Linked DNA regions of Zea mays: region 2 is linked to region 1. Evidence: chromatin contacts called from public Hi-C data. All regions are on one chromosome and are shown on one strand. The core of a region is the stretch at or near the end of the contact, and the rest is flanking DNA. Distances in the headings are between cores, read along the strand shown. Region 1 holds the start of LOC100384354. Region 2 holds the start of LOC103634500 (transcription factor bHLH140).

Region 1 (6,095 bases), core at 2,350-4,849:
ATATTTGGGAAATAAAGCATTATAAATACAAATTTCAAATATTATAAATAGCATAGAAAGTCTGTGATGAAGGTGTTGCAAGCGCGACATCCCCATTTGTGGGCATGTGCTTGCACAGAAAAAATGGCGAGCGGTGTTTTCGCTAGCCTCGTGTATCCATGGAGGCGCGCGGACTATGGAGTGAAGTGCGCCCGCGTGCTTGCAGCGGCGGTGGCATGACCATGCACCCGCACATAGAAGAAGCCGGTGACGAAGGCGTTGTAGTTGTTGCCTCCCCATTTGTGGACATGTACTCCACATATTACTTTTCTTTTTTGTAGCTATATACATGTATATCTGTCTTGTTGCAATGCTAAATTTTAGATTTATAAAATAGGGTATGAATCTTATGAGAATGTTTTTCTAATCTCCTGATGTGCATATCTATACTACTCCTTGCTGCCCGCCCTGAAGTCACAGAGCCCTTCTTCTTCGCTCTGCCACCCACACCGTGGCACCTCGCCGAGCTCCGCATCGAAACTGCGTTGTTGCCTTCTCCGTGCTCTGCGTTGAAGACATGCAGCGCAAGCGTCGCTGCCTCATCCCGGCCTCCTCTAGACGCAAGACGACAAGAGGATGCTGCTCGAGCTGTCCCCTTGGATCCCACGCCGAACGCCCTGTCACCTCCGTCGACAACATCAAGCTCCTGTCCCTCCCCCACCTCACTGCAATAGATTCTTCGGTTGTGGAACTTAGGGAGAGTTTTGAGTCGTGGTGGTGTATAAAGCAGTCGTCAAGCACAAGCTCCTCCAAAGTACCATCAGGATCCTACAGTAGAAGAGTTAGCCAAAACACTCGATTGTTGGCCATCAATGAATTATTATATCACGGGTTGTAAATATGTAAGTATGTGTTCATTTCGAATGTATTTATAAAGGACCCTTCTTTGCAATCCTAATGACTGATATTTTGCAGGTTCTTATGCCATGAAAATTCAACGAATGTCACGCCCTTTTCGTAATAGATCATGTTAAAAGCATGTGACTTTTATCGACTTTACACCGACTCAAGATTGGTGTAAACACATGCCATACAAGAGGTTTGCGGAAGCTATTATCATGGCCTCAAAGAAATATAAGATTGCTTACAACAAGAAACGTTCTGGATGGGCGGAGGATATCTTTAAGTGGGAACATACAATTCAGACTGGTGTTCCAATTGACTTAAGAGGGTATTTTCTTCGTACCTTCTCAGCAGTTTAATTTTTTTATGATAATCATTGTATAAAACATAGTTGGCCAAACATTATTCTATAGGTTTAATACCAGCTACCTCGTTCTACAAGTTATGACCATGTGGGGGAATGACAGACGAATGAAATTTGTTGGGGTGAGTGTAGTACGTTCGTTTTATGTTCAAAACATACATTCCAGCTACCTCGTTTTACAATATAATACGTTTTGTTCTCTTATGTCTTTGTCTGTAGAATGCAAATATTCTTCGAAGGAACTTTGTGATTGATCTGTTAAGTTATGAGGACAATTCGTGCCGATATGCCATCCCTGCAAACATACAACAGAGACTTATCGATATCGCTAAAAAGGATTAGCTGATTAGTGTACGGTTGTCGACACATTTGTCTGTAATTAAAAATTCTAAATTATCTTTTTAGAAATAATTTGTGTGATATTGATAATGAAAAACACGGATTTTGCATATTATATAGTGATGTTTGTCGTTCCGTATCAATGTTTCATACAAATCTTTTATTTCCGTCGCAACGTATAGACACATACTTATAACAATATAACACACATATGTACATAATTATCGTGTTATTATACGGTTCCGTTGTAACGCACAGACACTCACCTAGTAGTCTAAGAGGACTCAACCTCGAAATCACTTCCTCATAAGTATTGGCCTCAACCAATAACCATATGAGCTCCGCGAAGTTGTTGTATAAATGCACACTATGATCTATTTAATACGGATAGAACAAAAAATATCTACTCTAATTAATCATGTATTGCTACGTGGAGTTATGTCAAAAACAATGATAAAATTGGACTTGGAGTAGTCACCAATCATAAAAGGTTGAAACTTTTATCTAAGATTGTCCGCATCGGTTCCTTCTAAATTTATTCCTCTATACCTATATTTACGTCACGCCAAAATTTTACCCCGATTACTATAAATTATTTCCCTACACTCCACTACAGCTATAAAATATCATTTCTTTTACCTACTTATTATTTATTATTATTTTTCTTCAACTAACAATTACTTATAGGCATAAAACACGAGATCGACATGATGTTTAGCGCTCACCACATAGAACGAGGGAGAGAAAAATACCGCCGTGTAGGGCGTCCGGTGTGGCCTTCACGGTGCTCCTATTGTCGGCATGCAGGAGAGAGGGAGACAGGAGGACCATGCGCTAACTTGTTCGTTTAATTTTAATTCATACCAACTTCTACTATTTATAAAATATTTTATCTTTATAAATTATAGTTGTGGCAGTCTTAACAACTGAAACGAACTGTCAGTAACCTAAATCCTAAATGAATGCACATGCACAAACGTCCCAATGGTTCTCTCTCCTCATGCTCGAAACGTACAAAGCAACGCGAATGAGGACGATCTTGACATTTGCGGGCAATATTTTATTTCCTCTATCTCTCTCCAATTTGGATTTTTCGGGTCATCTGATCCTTCATGCAAAAGTTGCCAACGCTGAAAGGCTGAAGCCGTGCAGCAAGCACAAGCAGCGCTAGGACGGTATACACGCACAACACAAGTAGTGCGTTCCCAAAAAGTACTAGTTTATATAAACATTTCCATTTTATATAATAAATAAAAGAGACAAAAGAACACAGATTCCACGCATGTCGAACAGGAGAAGTTGTATTTTGAAATATATGATTTTAACACTAAAAAGCTACTTCTGCAAAGGTTTTATTTCACAAAAAATTATAACTAATTATATTACTCGGCTTCTCATATTCTAAGAGGGTGTTTAGTATAACTCTACCCCACCTTTGAGAAATTCTACTCCAAAATTCTAGATGGAGCAGCTCTGCTTCAGAATTTAGGTTGATTTCTCATAAGCAGTGATGTATAAATAACTCCAAACTCTATATCTAGGTTGCTTTTTTTTAGAGTTTTCGAAGCACTAAAAGAGATACTCCAAAAATTGTACAACAGCTTTGAAAACTCTATAAAGTTTACAAATATAGAGTTAGGTTGTTTGGCAGGCTCTGGTCAGCTCCGTAATATAGTTTTGCTCTAGAGCGATATTAGAGGACCTTATATGCTAGAGCTCTATTCTTGTTTTATACGGTATTTATAACCTTTTATTTTCTAAATGACGTGATCTATTTCTTAATAATATAATATGACTCAAAGGTTGTAGCTATAAATGTTTTTTATGGTCCCAAATATTGTAAATGATGTATTATTTTAATTTTTATAACTAGCACTTTTTATTAAAGATGCTTCACCCACCGTTTAAAACGAAGGAAACAACTCAAATTTGGGCGAATCAAATCCAAGATAATAAAATCGCACGACTTTACGCAGTCCATAACTAGCGCGCATAACAAACGCCACCGCCTCCCACAGCACGAAACCTTCTCTCCTCTTCTCGTTCTCCCCCTCTATAGTCCTCCGCCGCCTCCATTGCCTTCTCTTGGGCTCCTCCCCGTATCCCGGGACTACTAGTCCAACCTCCCAATTCTGCGGCACTCACCATTCGACAAGCACTGAACCCTACCCCACCCACCAGTCCCCGCAGCCGCGCTCCGCAATGGCGAGCGGGGCGGCTAGAAAGCGCCGCCGCAAGTCGTCGCCCCCTGCCGCCGCCGCGGCTGCACGGGACGGGAGGAAGCTCCTCGTCGGCGAAGTCGTCGAGGTGAGCGCCATCCGCGCCGTCGTTTGCGATGAGGTCCACCGCATTGCGGCTAAGGGCGATGGTCCGCGGGTGATGGGCAGGGTGCCTGGGTTTTCGATTTTATTGCGTTTCCAATGCTTGAGGTCACCGCCCATGATCAGGGTCGTGACCAGGCGATTCTCGGTTAACCTTGATACCGAGCATCGGCCGCTCCGCTGCCGGGGATGATCGCGAGGGCATCCAGGTGGTTATTGGTTAGGAATAACATGCTTTTGTTAATCTGCGGCGAAGTGGGTGCTTAATTACGTATTTCCATGTATTTTTTAGTTGCTCTGCGGAGTTTATATTGGGTGGTTGGTGACTTGGAGCGACCTTAACTCCCCTATGCGGAAATGCGACAATATTAGTAGAAGGTTCTGCCACATAGATGGCTATCAAGCCGCAACAGCGATGCGGCAGTGAGCCTTCTTTATTCACGTGCAGATAGTTCAGAATCTTGGCTTCTCGCTTCATCCCTCAGTGAGTTCGGGTAGTATTATTATTGACATCTAAGCAAGGTGGCTAATTTGTAATAGGTATATTTCTTTGGATTTGTGGCTGATGCCAGTTACCTCTGTGGGCTGGCAATTGATGCCTGCCAATTGGGCACCCTTGTATTAGTTAGGTAGGAATTACTTAATTGATATATCACTTTTTATTCTTTTGCGATCCAATTTGATGCATGTACCGATTGAATTTGACCTGTCTGTTAATGAAATAGTAACGTTTTACTATCCCGTTTAACACACCCCTTGTGTAATTGTGTTTCCTTCAGGATTCCAATGTGTTCATTGTTTTTATGATGATTATGGGATATGCTAACCCCTAGTTTTCTTTTTGCACTGTCACTATGTGTGCCCTCAAACTGTGGATGGAATTGCCCGAGATATTCATTGAGGTCTTTCTATTCTGTAGGTGCTGAGTTGTGATCAAGGACTACGTGGCTCCTGGCATAAGGCTATTGTTATTGGTATTCTGGAAAATGCTCGCGCAGTCAGATATACTGATTTCATTGATGAAAATGGGTCACCTCTTGTTGAGAATGTTCAAGTGTCAGATGCCATTGATGGTAAGTCAAGTATGCCTGAGGAACTCATTCGTGGCAACATTAGGCCAATGTGTCCACATCAAGCACTGCAGGTGTCTCATGCAAGCTATGGACTTTGTGTTGACGCACTCATAGAAAGTTCCTACTGGGAAGGTGTTATTGCTGATCATGCTGAAGGCTCTATGGAAAGGAAAGTCCTTTTCCCTGATGAAGGTGATGAATGCATTATAGAAGTTGATCAGCTACGTCTTACTCAAGACTGGGATGAAGCTACAGGGGAATGGAAACCACGTGGAATCTGGTCATTTCTGCAGATACTTTTGTCACATGAAGAGAGAGATGGTTTACCTGTGTCAATCAGGCAGATATGGTTTGACTTAAGATCCAAACCTTCTTTTAAGACTGATGCCAAAATGTGGATGTGTGGAACAGAAGATTTTTGGGAGAGATCACTTGCAGATGTCATTGCTGAATTGTGGTCTCTATGTGACAAGCCTACCCTAGATGGATATCAAGTGGAAGCAGTTCAGAAGGATACAGTTGAGACCACTGTCTTGGATAGGCTGGATCCATTCCAAGCATTATCAGAATACATCTCATGCTATCGGAATAATAGGAAAAATGCTCTTATCAAAAAAGAGTGGGCAAAGCAACACCTTAAATCTTCAGGATGGACCTTTCTGGATGACAGACCTAAGAACAAGTTTTACATCTCACCTGATGGTAAGCGGTTTCCATCTTTTCTAGGAGCATGCCAGGCGTGTTTGGCTGCAAAAGAAGCAAATGGTTACCAATATGATCATACAGAAAATTTGCATCTAGACAGTATGAGTCTGGTGCACAAGAATGCATGCTACAACCAGACACACATGGATCTTGCCTTGGTAAAGAACAAGTCCAATGATAAATGGATCACGAGCCCATCAAGATCTTGGGAATTGGTTCAACTGGATGCTGAATTTTCCCCACAGATAGTTTCCCTTCTTGCTAGTTATCAAGATGGCACAACTGTCCTTCAGAGGACAATTGATAGAACTCTGAGTGTGAAGCTGAAGAAGCATCTATTGGCACTGGGTTGGAGTATTAAGTTCAAAAAGGACGAAATTCAAGAAAATGGCCATCATAAACACACTACAA
Region 2 (6,095 bases), core at 2,331-4,830, 410 kb after region 1:
GGGGCACAACACTTCATAGGTTTCGCCCTCCACATCTGATATTGGCACTTGCCTCAATCATCTTCAAAGACTTGGGATCTACTCCCTCTCTCGACTGGCTTGTGCCCCATACTACAAACACTTAGGTGCAAGATAATATAAGTCCCACCCCCTCTGTTGAAAGTAGGGCCTTCTATTGTCCGAACCAGGATAAACCTTGTGTCTTCTTGTATCACCCATCTGGACCGGGGCACACATGACTAATTCACTAGTTGGTTAGGACCTTCGGGTCAAAACACCGACAAATACACATATCAAGAGAGCAATCAAGTGAAAAATCTCTCGTTCTCTCCTCGTCTCATCCTAACTTGGTTTTAAGTCACTCTAACCCATTTATTGGACCAAGTTTGTGTTGTTTTGAGCAAAATTTGCAGGATCACCTATTCACCCCTTCTAGGTGCTCTCAACAACATCGATGCAGATCACCATGATGGAGGCTTCATGATACATGTTTTTGTCCAAGGCATGACCGATGATGGGGTGATAGTGATGATGAGTATCATGTTGAGCTATCCTTCGTATACCCTAAGGATATAACCTTTTTGAAGAACTATTTAACCACCTCGGCAATAATTACATTCTATTTGGGAGCCTAAGGTGGCAAAAGTGATTCAAAGAGATGAAGCAATCAACAAAGGAACCATTCTATGTGGATTGTTCGAAGCAATGGATGGTGTTGTGTTTGATCTCCAAATGTTAATGCTAAAAGTTTGTTTTGGCTGGCCCGACACCAGCTTGAACGAGTTGTTACATATCCATGGTTCCATGCTTTTAGAGGATAACAAAGTGATTGCTAATACCTATCGTGCAAAGTAGCTTAGACAATGATTTTGAATATTTACAAAATGATGTTTGCACTAACCATTATATCATGTATCGAGGCACCAAGTGTGTGAACGTAGAGAGCTATGTACACTGTAGCGCAAGTCGATATGAGAGGAATGTTGGGTGTCACATGGATGCAAACAATGAGGGGTCCTTAGGTGAGACAAAGAAGAAGAAGAGGTCCAAGAAGAGTAGTGAGAGGTAGATCTCATATCATGAGAAGGAGGAATGTTACAAGAAGAGGATAATACATGTCAATGTGGTTCCTACCGCCCATGATCGATCCCCTATGGTGTGTATTCAAGAACATTGAGGATGCTCGACTGATGTTCAAGTATGCATCTGATGATCACACAAAGGATAATAGCCACCTCAACGATGCCCGATAGTGGAAGTGTTTTGATGCCATGTTCCTAGATTTTGGCAAAGAGTCTAGGAATGTTAGGTTCACACTGAATATTGATGGAATGAACCCACTTGGTGACATTAGCAACTCAGATGATACTAAGGGAATGCAGAGCTCCCACACAATCACCTAAGTAATGGTGAAAAGGCTCTGAAGTCATTCCTAAAGGAATGTAGAGCTCATATACAATCACCTAAGTAATGGTGAAAAAGCTCTAAAGTCATTCTTAAGGTAATGCAGAGCTTCTATGCAATCACCTAAGTAATTGTGAAAAAGACCCGAAGTCGTTCCTAAAGTAATGCAGAGCTCCTATGCAATCACCTAAATAATTGTGAAATAGTTCCGAAGTTATTCCTAAGGAAATGCAGAGCTCCAATGCGATCACGTAAGCAACAATGGAAAAGAACCAAAGTCATTTCTAAGGGAATGAACAAAACTCGTATTCCTAATGTGCTACCGGTCCTAAGGGATTACAATCCTGAATTTAGCCTACACCGAAGCCATAACTATGAAGGGTGTTGCCTTTGTAACATGTGAAAAGAATGTAATGCGTTTTTCGCCATCGACTCAAAGACGCGGAAGATATAAGTTTTACTCATCACAAAGGAAAAAAGAAACAAGTTAATTTTTAAAAAGGTATACGCCATCGACTCAAAAACGCAGAAGATATAAGTTTTACACATCACAAAGAAAAAAAAGAAACCAGTTAATTAAAAAAGGTATGTTATATTGCAACAAAAGTGCCAGAGAGCTTCGAATGTTTATCCTCTCCACACCACGCATGCTACAATAAAAGGTTCTTCCAAATGAAAGGAAGAATTGGCATCGGATCTTTTTTATTCCAAATTGTTGTCGATTTGATTGTATGCCAAAAGACAACTCTGGCCTCTGGGCCTACGGTTGATGACGGACGTGTAACAAATTCGGCCCAAGCCCAACGTGTTCTCGGATCTATCCAGTCGCCACAGCTTCCGATTAGTGGACAGCCTCATCCTCAAGACGAAAGCTATCTTCACTGGCCTCGAGCACAAAATGCTGTGGCCGAGCGAATGAGAGGAAGATGGCTGCTACCAGCCTCAGCTCCTCGTTGCCCAGGGCCACTGCAAAAGTAAGCTCTTCTGCTCTAACTCATCTTCTTGCTTCCTGATGATACCTCTCATGTCAGTCATGTGCACAGCTAACAGGAGTGCCAAGATCTTCGTCGTACTACACCCAGCTGATCTTTTGCTCGAGGCATCCTTTCCAGAAGGCGGCGGCAGCTGCAGCTTTCCAGAAGCTCCCACCCGAGCTCCTCCGGCTAAGCTACCCGGCGAGGAATAATAAGCATGCAAGAACCAGCTGGCGGCGGGCCACGGACAACGACCAAGCGGCGCCGGCCGCGGCACAAGGAACTACCAGCACCCCTCCTCTCCCAGGCTCTCCCGTTCCGAGCGCCGAGAGATCCCCGGTGACGCCCGGCAACGGCCAGCCGCAGCAGCCGGTCGCCGACGCCAACGGCAGCGCGCCGAGCGAGCCGCCGAAGCGGGCGCCGCTGACGGCGCGGGAGCGGCTGCGGGCGGCGCGCGTGCTGGGGAAGTACGCAGAGCCGTCGGTGAAAGGGTCTTCGTCGAAACCGGCCAAACCGGAGTTCGGGAGCGGTGTGCTGGACGCGCTGCGCGAGGCGGACGCGAAGAAGGCCGGGGGCGGGGGCGGGGGCGGGCGGCGTGGGTCGCGCCTACCCGAGGCGCCGGGCAACCTGTTCGACGACAGCAAGCGCGGGATGCCCAAGGACGGGTGGACGTTCGAGCTGCCGTTCGGGGTGGACGTCTTCCTCGTCCTCGTCTCCTTCACGCTCATCACCACCATCATGTTCGGCACCGCCTTCCTCGTGTGGAAGCTCGGCGCCATACACTTCAACGAGTACTAGCCTTTAGACTGTCTCTACTTGATTGGAGGATAAAGGGCGATTATGCAGTGCTAGACGAGAGAATTGTGTGTATTCGTAATGTACTGTATTGACCACAGACACTGGTCTGCCGAAGATTTTCGAGAAAACATAGAAATGTGTGATTGCACGAAACAGGTGTCATGTTATATAGAACTAATAAATGTGGTTATGAAATCTTACAACAATGTGGCTGTAGTTTAGTGGTAAGAATTCTACGTTGTGGCCGTAGAGACCTGGGCTCGAATCCCAGCAGCCACACAAATTTTTTGCCCTGACTGTTCTTTTTCCGTTGTTCTTTTCTCCCTCGTCAGATTAGACTCTGTCGCGTAACCGACGTATCAGATTCGATCGTCTTGAGCCGCGGACGGCCAGAACCCGCCTGTTCCCGCGTCGCTACCTCCACTTCAGCGTTCGGCCATCGGCCCTTCCTCCGTCTCTCGCCTTTTCCGCGCTCACCTTTGCGCATCGGCATCGGACACCAGGTTTCTTCCGTTTTGCTAGATGGATTCTGACGCGGGCGGCTCCAGCTCCGCTCCACCACCTCCGTCGGCAGCCATAGGTGCCCCCGAGACAAATATTTTTTTTCCGTTTCCTTCGCCTAATCGAACAGCTCCCGCCGTCGCCGCTTAAACCCTAGCGCGTGCTGTCTCGAACCGTCGGTGCAGGTGCAGGTGCAGGCGCGGGCGCGGAGACGAAGGGGGATGAGCGCGGCCGCAAGCAGGTGATGGTGGTACTGGTGGGCCCACCGGGCAGCGGCAAGTCCACGTTTGCAGATGCCGTGGTTGGCGGCTCCACCGCCGGCCGCCACTGGGTTCGCGTCTGCCAGGTGGGTTCTCCGTCGCTCTTGGTCTCAGCTTTCAATGCCTACAAATGTGCTGACCTTTGCTAGTTATCCCTTGCATCCACATATGTGGTGTTTCAAGACAATTGCTACTTAATTGGGAAACACACTTTTTGAATAGTTGAAATTTGGTCGAAATTTCGTCTTTGCGAGTCCATCTATGCTCTCATATGGAGACTTCATTGTTTACTTCACTGTTCACTGTTTATTTGATCAATACTGTAATAACAATTTAGTATGTTAGAATAAGGGCATCGCACACAAGGAAGCAGAGAATCCCAAATAATGTCTTCATTACCAATCAACTTGGATTGCACTTTGTCTAGACAATTTTATTCATGGTGTTTTAAAGTTTCACAACGGCTGTTCATTAACTGCCACAACAGTTTGGCACAGCTTGACAGAACTCTGTTTTGGTGCTTACTGTTATCCAGGATACAATAGGGAACGGCAAAGCTGGGACAAAAATACAGTGCTTGAAGGCTGCATCAGATGCTTTGAAGGAGGGCAAGAGTGTTCTTGTCGACCGCTGCAACTTGGAACGTGAGCAGCGTGCTGATTTTGTGAAGCTGGGAGGCACATTGCGCGCAGATGTGCACGCTGTCTCCCTGGATCTACCTGCAAAGGTCTGTATCTCACGTGCAGTGAGCCGAAAGGGCCATGAAGGAAATCTGCAGGGTGGGAAGGCTGCCCTTGTTGTGAACCGCATGCTGCAGAAGAAGGAGACACCCTTGCTCACAGAAGGTTTCAGTCGGATCATGTGCTGTAATGATGATGGCGACATTAAAAAAGCAGTTGACTTGTATAATGGTTTAGGGCCTTCAGATAGTCTTCCATCAGGAGTTTTTGGTCAGAAGAGCAAAAGACCCGTACAAGTTGGTATAATGAAGTTTCTAAAGAAAACTGATGCTTCTGTTGTTGAGACATCTAGCGGACCTAAGCAGGCATTGACAGAAATAAAGCCAGCGCAGCAAAATCCTTTGCCAAAACAGGAAAATGTTGAAGCTGGTTTTGCCTGTTCCATGGAAGTTGAGAAGGGATTAAATGACAAGATGGAAAATGAAGAGCATGCTAAAGGAAGTGATTATTGTGATGTTGGTTCCCGTACTCTGGCATTTCCATCTATTTCTACAGCTGACTTCCAATTTGATCTTGACAGAGCATCTGATATTATAGTGGACACAGCTGCTAATTTCTTGCAGAAGTTTGATAATATAAGACTAGTTCTTGTAGACCTGAGTGAGAAATCAAGAATTTTGTCATTGGTCAAACAGAAGGCTGCTAAGAAGAGCATCGACTCCAACAGATTTTTCACATACGTGGGAGATATCACTCAGTTGCACACAAAAGGAGGTCTTCAGTGCAGCGTGATTGGTAATGCTGCCAATTGGTAATGATTTTGGTTATTTAAATATTACGTTTCCTTGTCTATAAGGGAATCATTATGTCTAAATATCTTCCTTTTGTTGAATCATGTGTTGTTATGTTTCTTCTTTTTGAACAAGTTGTGTTATTATGTTTCTGGGCGAACCAAACTGGCTGTTTCGCTTTTGGAGAAGGTCAGTAACCTTATTACACACAGGGAGATGATATTTGTGCCCTTTTACGCAGGAGGCTAAAACCTGGAGGTGGAGGGGTTAATACAGCAATATATAGTGCTGCTGGAGAATCTTTACAACATGCTACTAAAAAATGTGCTGATGCACTGAGGCCAGGAACCTCTGTAGTTGTTCCACTTCCATCAACTTCTCCTCTGCATCAACGGGAAGGTGTGACGCATGTCATACATGTGCTCGGGCCAAATATGAATCCAATGCGACCAGACTGTCTTAAGAATGACTATACCAGAGGGTCTAAGATTCTTCGTGAAGCATACACTTCACTTTTTGAGAATTTTGCATCTATTGTGCAGAGCTACATGGGAAAGCAGAACAATGAGTCTGGAGCAGAAAAGTCAGCGTCTGGAAGGATATCGCCCAATGACACAAAAATGAAGCGAGAGGACAACCATGAATCTGAAAGGATGAAAAAACATAAGTTGTTTCAACCCATCATGA

Evidence for each region. Hi-C and Micro-C count contacts between places; a contact is called where the count stands out from the background.
Region 2: a contact with region 1 is called in a Hi-C map of ear, with 2.1 times the contacts expected there. The contact joins the promoter of LOC103634500 here to the promoter of LOC100384354 in region 1. A contact is called at or near these places in 2 of 25 Hi-C or Micro-C datasets (ear and tassel).

Annotation. Positions count from the first base shown.
Region 1 is chr1:44,889,700-44,895,794 of Zm-B73-REFERENCE-NAM-5.0, forward strand. LOC100384354 reads left to right here and starts at 3,600. Exons shown (of 10, transcript NM_001353417.1): 1 at 3,600-3,892; 2 at 4,826-6,095. The coding sequence starts at 3,788. It overlaps LOC100303814, which reads left to right. Exons shown (of 6, transcript NR_158632.1): 3 at 454-881; 4 at 955-1,210; 5 at 1,296-1,368; 6 at 1,466-1,720.
Region 2 is chr1:45,301,916-45,308,010 of Zm-B73-REFERENCE-NAM-5.0, forward strand. LOC103634500 (transcription factor bHLH140) reads left to right here and starts at 3,581. Exons shown (of 6, transcript XM_008656304.4): 1 at 3,581-3,756; 2 at 3,863-4,023; 3 at 4,473-5,428; 4 at 5,650-6,095. The coding sequence starts at 3,699. LOC100382352 reads left to right here and starts at 2,275. Exons shown (of 2, transcript NM_001175098.1): 1 at 2,275-2,378; 2 at 2,448-3,300. The coding sequence starts at 2,331. The coding sequence ends at 3,176. TRNAH-GUG (transfer RNA histidin (anticodon GUG)) reads left to right here and starts at 3,384; the gene lies at 3,384-3,455.